Regions from separate parts of the Anas platyrhynchos genome. Here region 2 is linked to region 1. The links are chromatin contacts, called in public Hi-C maps. All regions are on one chromosome and are shown on one strand. The core of a region is the stretch at or near the end of the contact, and the rest is flanking DNA. Distances in the headings are between cores, read along the strand shown. Region 1 has its middle 11 kb from the start of C1QTNF7. Region 2 overlaps CPEB2 (cytoplasmic polyadenylation element binding protein 2).

What was found. A called contact is a pair of places that touch in the nucleus more often than the background predicts.
Region 2: a contact with region 1 is called in a Hi-C map of skeletal muscle, with 2.2 times the contacts expected there. The contact joins two enhancer-like sites. A contact is called at or near these places in 2 of 8 Hi-C or Micro-C datasets (liver and skeletal muscle).

Annotation. Positions count from the first base shown.
Region 1 is chr4:64,477,781-64,481,530 of IASCAAS_PekinDuck_T2T, reverse strand. No RefSeq gene overlaps it. Among named protein-coding and RNA genes, the nearest start is that of C1QTNF7, 11 kb to the right of the region's middle. Within about 2 kb of position 1,685, at least 1 of the 8 cell types and tissues checked has an H3K27ac peak or open chromatin away from gene starts, as enhancers often do.
Region 2 is chr4:64,521,832-64,525,296 of IASCAAS_PekinDuck_T2T, reverse strand. All of the region lies in intron 7 of CPEB2 (cytoplasmic polyadenylation element binding protein 2), which reads left to right. Among named protein-coding and RNA genes, the nearest start is that of CPEB2, 40 kb to the left of the region's middle. Within about 2 kb of position 1,561, at least 1 of the 8 cell types and tissues checked has an H3K27ac peak or open chromatin away from gene starts, as enhancers often do.

The DNA of each region.
Region 1 (3,750 bases), core at 436-2,935:
TGGAAGACAAAGCTGTAGAGTTTCCTGGTTCCAAACTTTGAACCCAGCCCTGCCATTTATCCCTGCGAGTTGAAAAGCTCATGCTGTTGGCACACTCATCTCTATAACGAGCAATTAATTTCCTAGTCTAGCTTGCAACCTTTAGGAATATGGATGGGGGTATTTTCTGCTCTCTCCTGGCAGAAGAGGATTCAGAGCCTGAGTTGGGATCTGCGGCTTTGCATGCACGTTAAATCCCCTTTAAGGACTCTCTTTCCTTTCCTCTGCAGCTTTGCCTGGTTTCCTTCTCCAGCCCAGCAGATGCCTCCTGATCCTTGCAGGGATTTTTGAGCTCCCCAAGCCTTTCCCTTTCCTCTGCGCATCTCCCGCAGGCTGGATGCCCTCCATCTACACAAACCTACTGCTCTCCTCCTGGCTTGGGGGATCCAGGGAGAAAGGCCCCCAAGCAGCACCTTTCCTTCAGCTCTTTTGCTTGAAGGCTCCCACCAGAAAAGTACGATAATGTGCTTTTCTCACTCTGACCCGAGGCAGCCCCAGAGGCCTGGAAGCTGAGAAGACATCTCCAGGAACAGCAGGCTTAGAAATGCCTGGCTGGCTCTGTTTTGGCTTTCCCTCTTCCCTCTGGGCTGGCAGAAAGCAGGGCTCAGATCTAAGCTCTGCTCTTTTTTTTATTCTTCATCTTCTTTTCTTCCTGTGTTTCTTTTTTCTTTTTTCTTTTTTTTTTATTTCTTTTTTCTTTCCTTTTTTTTTTGTTTGTTTGTTTGTATGGGGGGGAAAGGGGGCTGGATTTATTTTGTTATTAGGTCCTTAGCCATCATGAAAAGAAAACAATGATTATTTTTATTATTTTTAAACTTTTATGAAAGAGGTAAACAGAGTTTGGGAATAGCTCAGTTAAAATGTTCAGACTGGACTCCAGACGCAAACCTTCCTTTCATGCTCTTACATCTCATCTTAATGGACAGAGCAGACCTGCTGTGCAGCCCCCAAAAACAGAAGACAGGATATCAGAGTGGCTTGGCTGCTGTCCGGTCGTAGAAGCAGAGAAACCCAGGCGCAGAATCCAGCTTTCCTACAGCAAACCCTGGCACCAACAAAAGCCATGGGCAGCCCAGACTTTGGGGGAATATTTCCCAAGTTTAGTCAGGTTGACTAAAAAATGTGACTGTTTTCCAAATTCAGATGAAAAGGTGGATGAGGGGGTTCATTCGTTTATTTTATGGATTTATAAGCTTTGTGCAACACACCTAGAGAAAGATGCCCAGCTCTTTCCCTGTAGCAAATGGTGGAGCTGGCTCCTACTTTCAGTCCTCTCCAATGCACACAAGTAATGCCAAGAAAATGTGATGTTCTGCTTGTTGTAGGGCAGATAAATGCCGTCCACATTCACTGACACACGAAGCAACCAGTTCATCATTATCCTGACTTCAGAAAAGACCTTTCTTGGACAAAAACTTGTCTTTGGAGTAGAAACCCACAAATGCTCTCAGCTTGTACACAGGGTTAGGGGGACACTCAGGCCTGTCCCCTGGGATGCGCTACGCAGAGACACTGGAAAACAAAAACAAAACAAAAAAATACTATAAAGGATAAAAGTAATGGGGGACTAGAGGTCCGTCGCAGTAACTGAAGCGATGGCGGTGTTTTAAGAAGTGCCAGCAGAGGGCAATGCGAGGCAGACAACGAGCTAACCCCGGCCGTCAGGGGCCGGGAGCTGCTGCCTCTCACCTCCAGCTGGTGGCAGGGCTTCTGGCTTCACTCAGGGAAACTTTTCCCACCTCAGTCCCCTTGCTCAGCCTGCAAAGGAGTGTGAGAGGACTTCACGTGTCGAGCCTTTATAATGTTGCTTTTGGATGCAGGCAGCACAGGGAGCATGCTGTGCCCCCGGGCACCCCGAGCCCCTCAGCCCCAAGGCTGAGCCTGGCAGCAGGGCTGCAGGCCCACCACCATGGGGACCCTGCAGGCATCTTCAGGGACAGAATCCAGAAAGGGTCCTGCACCCTTATCTGCAGCAGCAAACTGGCTGCCATAAGCACAACCTGTTCCTGTTGGTGTTGGCTTCGTGTCTACAGTGGGGACTGATACTGCAGAGGGAAGTAGATTCCTTATTCTCAGAGTGCAGATGTGTCTGTGGCTCTCACCTCACTACATCCCCACATCCCAGCCTCTCCTCATCCCTGCATCCCATCACCAGCTCAGAATATCCCCACATCTCTGCATCCCCACAGCCCCTCTGCCCTGAGCATGGGACCCTGGAGCATCCCTCTCCAACAACATCTGCCCATGCAGGGACGTCTCCCTCCCGGCTCAGCAGCAGACCCTCCCCTCAATGAGTGACTCAGGAGGACTCATTCAATCATTTCTGCCCATGGAATTCAACTGTAATAATAGCACGTGTTGCTCTTATGTCATCCTTTCTGTATTTGTTTTTTCTTTCCAAAGGATTAAAATTAGTCACTAAACTAACAGATTATCTGGAATACAGCAAAGTGGAGTATTCTGCTTGTTTCTCCTTTTATTTGGGGAGGGGACATGGGAACACGTTACTTATTCTTGAAATAAAACTTTTTTGAAACATAAGAATTCATGAAGTCATGCTAAGAATTTGCTTTTGAATCATGAGTGGCTTAGGACCTAGAGCCTCCCCCACCACAGGGGAGTGCCCTTTCCGTCTCAATGCTAATATAATCACCAGTGCAGGAAGCATTTACCCAGCTTTAGGAAAGCTGTAATTTGTGTCAGAGAGCCCCAGAGGAGTCACCCAAGAATATTGATGAGGCTGGACATCAGGAAATTCTCCTGGGAGGAGGAAAGGAGTAAAAAGAGAGAAAAAACTAAAATTAAGTACTTTAAAGTTGTCTAGCCCAATACTCTAGATTGGCAGTCAAATCAAAAACAAAATAAATATATATATATATATATATATATAAAATATTTATATATTAAAAAAAAAAAAAAAAAAAAAAAACATGAACTGCAAAACCATTATCTAGACTCTTTAACCTAATAACCTAATGAAAGGTGTCAAATAGCAAATCCCTTGTTTGTGTAGCAACTTCATTCACACACATATACACACACAAATCCAACATAGAGTAATTCAGCTCATGTGGGAGACACAGAGAAGTGTTCGCATAGAGAGTTAGCTCCTAAATGCAAGGATAATGGCCAATGCATGATCTCTTTCTTAGTGTGACTAGCAAAATGTGGAGAGCTCCTCTGTGCATTGAGCTGTAATCACAGCCCTGTGTCATGCTGGAGGGAAAAACATTAATTTAACCAAGAAAATGCCTGCTTAGAAATAGCAAAACAAAACAATACAAATGGGTCCATTTCCCAGGTGCTCCATCCTCACTCTGAACACAGCCTTTTAGATGGAGAGAGGTATCTAAGGAATGACAACTCACACCGTGGCCATGCTCTCTACATGCTAGGGCCATTTGGGAACCAAGGCACTTTTGTCTCTCCAAGGTGAGCCTCATACATGTGAGCCCACTCAGGCACTTCTGCTCCAGCAGAGGAACACTAAAAAAGCCCTCTTAAATGCTGCAAAGGGGCACAAAGAGGCATTAGTGCAATAAAAGAGACTGAATCCTTTATTTCTTAGCAATTCCTAGTGATGTAAGTCTTCTGACTTGCAGCGCTATTACTCCTGGGTTGTTTGGCTGCAGCCACTTGGGAAGCTTCAAGAAACTTTGAAAAACAGCCCTACAGAAATTAGAGGTCTCTCTGGTGTGTGCGAGGATAAAT
Region 2 (3,465 bases), core at 312-2,811, 44 kb before region 1:
TTCACTGCACCAGATAGGAACTGTGATTATTTTGCTATAAAATATCATAGAAATTTGTCTTACATATTTGAGTGTTACTTGTTCAGGCAAGGACTGTGTATATATATTTAATAAGATGTCTAAAACTGATAAAAATAGGCTAAATGCTAAGAAATATTTGAGCCTGACCAGTAATTACCAATATAAGCAACATATATTAGCAGAAGGACTTCAATTTTTTTGCACTTTTAATCTTCAGTGACTAGTTTATTACCCTGCATGGAGCTAATCCAATGTATATCTATTTTTGTCCAGTCTCGTTAGGTATTTGAAATAGTATTACTCTCCAAAGACATCTCAGCATTATCTGGTTCTGGGCTATTCTACGCAATAGTATTCTCTGTGGTGAAGAGATGCAGCCTGTTTTTTTATTTGTTTGTTTTGCTTTTTTTTTTTTTTAATATTCTTGTTAAGTTTTCCAAGCTGTGCTTCCTTCCAGGCTCTCTGCTTATGGAAAGTCCTGAGGGAAGGCCAAGTTAATAATAAGTATTTCTTTGCTTGAAGAAATACAAAAAGTGTACTGATCTGTCAAGGCTGGCTGCCTCCTGAGAAACACCAACTGTCTTTTCTTAACTAATTACGTTTTGTATTGGTTCACCACAAAATTGGGCCTGAAGAAAGCAGGAATTTAAAACACTTCACACTAACTTTAGAAGGAAACTCCTTTGTGAAGCAGAAAAAAAAATGATTATGTTGAGATCAAAGTACAAAGTCAGTAAGCGATCTGCCAGCTGTAATCAGGAATTCCTCCCCATCTACCTTGTCATTGTTTATCATAACTCCTGTTATTGGTGAGTTGGCAAATACACTGTTTTATGAAACCTCACACGTGTTCAAAGCGACCTGCTGAGGTGAGGACTCTGTTCTCACGGTAATGAAGCTCACAACCACGCGGTGCCTTGAGGATATGCTGATCCAAAGAAGGCCTTTCAAAGTAGGACCAGTTAGTTGTTCGTGTGTTCTGTACTATTTACAGTCTATATAACACGAAGGATAATGTGTTCTAAAGAAAGAGTAACTCCAGCTTTTTCTAATTATCTGGGTGTTCCCATTGCATTCTCTCCCAGTAGTCATGTGGTAGCTTCATTTATTCAAGGTTATGAACTGCTAATTTACAACTGACTGAAAAAAAAATAGGTTGAAAATGTTCTGTTTCTAGTTTAAGGAAAAAAACCCTAGGTCCATCTGTGTTCTGCCGAACTTGGTATCAGCTTATTCAATGTCCCTGGGTAGGATTGAGCCATGTATTCAGGCTAGTAGCTGTAGGTGTCTTCATGTGTGATTAGTGTCTGAGCTTCCTTTAATCAATGGGAATCTTGCCAATAGAGTCACTGGAGTATAGAGGGCTATTCAGGTCACTGTAACATAAGCACATTGTGCTCGATTCATTTACCCAAACTGAGGATATTGGAAAGATTTACACGGGGCTGGCAAATGTGGAGAGGTACCTACTGAAGCCCCATGCCGCTGGGGAGCAGCAGCTGGAGGTTAGGCAAAGTACTGCAGGGATAAATCATGCCCGACACCTCCGTGTCCTACTCAGTCAGCTGAGTCACTGCCCAGACACCCCTGACTGCATTAACTTGGTCTCTGCTGGTGAGAGGAGGAGCTTTCTGCAGTGGCTGTAGAAATATGGAAATTGGGGTTTGGATATTGACGTGAATCCTGCATCACCATCCCCTTCTTGGAAGGTGCCTTTGCTAATAGCTGCATTGCAACTGTGTCAGTTTGCACTTTCTTCAAGTGTAATTTGGAGCTAATTCTCAATCAGAGATGACTAAACTGCATAAAATATTTATGCTTTAAAGATTAATTAATATGGTGATGAGATCTCTTTAAATAGGAGTAGATTAGAATTCACGTATCTTCGCAAATGTGAGTTGTTCCCATCATCAAATGTACTTGTTAGTATGAACCTGTAGCTTGCGCTGATTTTTGCTGTTTTGAGCTATGGCACCGGCACCCTGTGGGCAGGAATTGCACTGGCACTAAGGCCATTAGCTCTCCTCTGGGGACAGTCTGTTGGAACAATAGGACCCAACTATAAAACAACATACAGCTTTGCTGGCTCATATGGACAGTGCCATGCTGCTGTTTGTTTTATTTTGTTCTAATTCTTAAGAACACATTTGGTAATACAGCTAGGATTCTTCAGTTTTTTTCTGATGGGTTTTCTATTTCCAGTATCTGCAGATACTAGGGAATGTTGTTCTACAGCCAGTTATAGTCTCCAGAAATATTTCTCTGTTCTTTGAGGTAATTTTCTGCAGATGACATTATCAAAGTCACCCCTACCTGTTCCCTTTGGAAGCAGCAGTATTAGTAACACTTCCAGCAAAATGCAGAGGAATGTAGTCATCAGTTAGTCTAACACTAACAGGGGTTACCAGAACTTTGTCTGCCACAAAAGACATACATGCTGGTACACACGAACACGACATTTTTATAAGACTTGCTTCATCCAATACTTTTCACTTGCAAACCATGTACAAACCCTACAATCGGTCTCTGCAAGTAATACCTGATCGTGACCTGCTACTGTCGGTGTACACATGACCCAAAGGCATGAAGCTGCTTCCTTCAAAGAATCCGATTAGAGTAGCTTTTCTTTTCCGTTGTAAACAGCCTTACGTTGCCACTGGATATGAAGCTGTTAGTTATATGGCAGATGTGGTACACCAGAAAAATAAGGAACTAGAGAGTTAAGCAGTTCTATGGTAAAGTACCTCTTACTCTTCACCCTACCTCCCTACCATGTTTCACAGTTCCTATCCCACATAGTAATTGTAGTTATGTACTACTACAAACCCTTCTCATTGTACCTATATGCAGACTTTTAACATACACAGTAGTTTGTGAGTTACAGATGTTGGAAGAAAAATAATTCAATAAAGACATATGATAAGAAAGCAGAAAGAGGTGAGAGTTAAGTTTGTGCCATAGAGTCGTTGGCATCTGGTAGCTGTAGGAAGAAGAGTCCTAATTTCCTAATTTATGATACCTAAATGAAGTACCTAAGAGTGTAATTTCCCTTTGCAAGCTCTTTCTAGTTAATTAATAGAGAGCCTGGATGTCTGGGCATCTGTGGTGTTCTTTGCAGAAGTCTGGCTAACGTATAATTGATCTGTGCCCGGAAATGTGCCCTGGTACAGGGCAAGTGACAAAGAGTGGTTTGTATGCAGACTGTGCGAGCCTAGCCTGCCTTCACTGGGAGGCATTGGCTGTGTGTGTCTATAAATGCTGGACCTGGAGCAAATTATATTCTATAGCCAGGTTTCTTCACCAAGAGAACTAGTTATTTCCTTCAAGGCTGTACTTTGGGGCAAACTAAAATGGCTTTTAAGTCATCGAAGGACAAGAGCTGTGCTGCAAAACCACAGCCAGACCAGTTTGGTACTGCAGGCTGTGCCAGGTTTCTCCATGTCT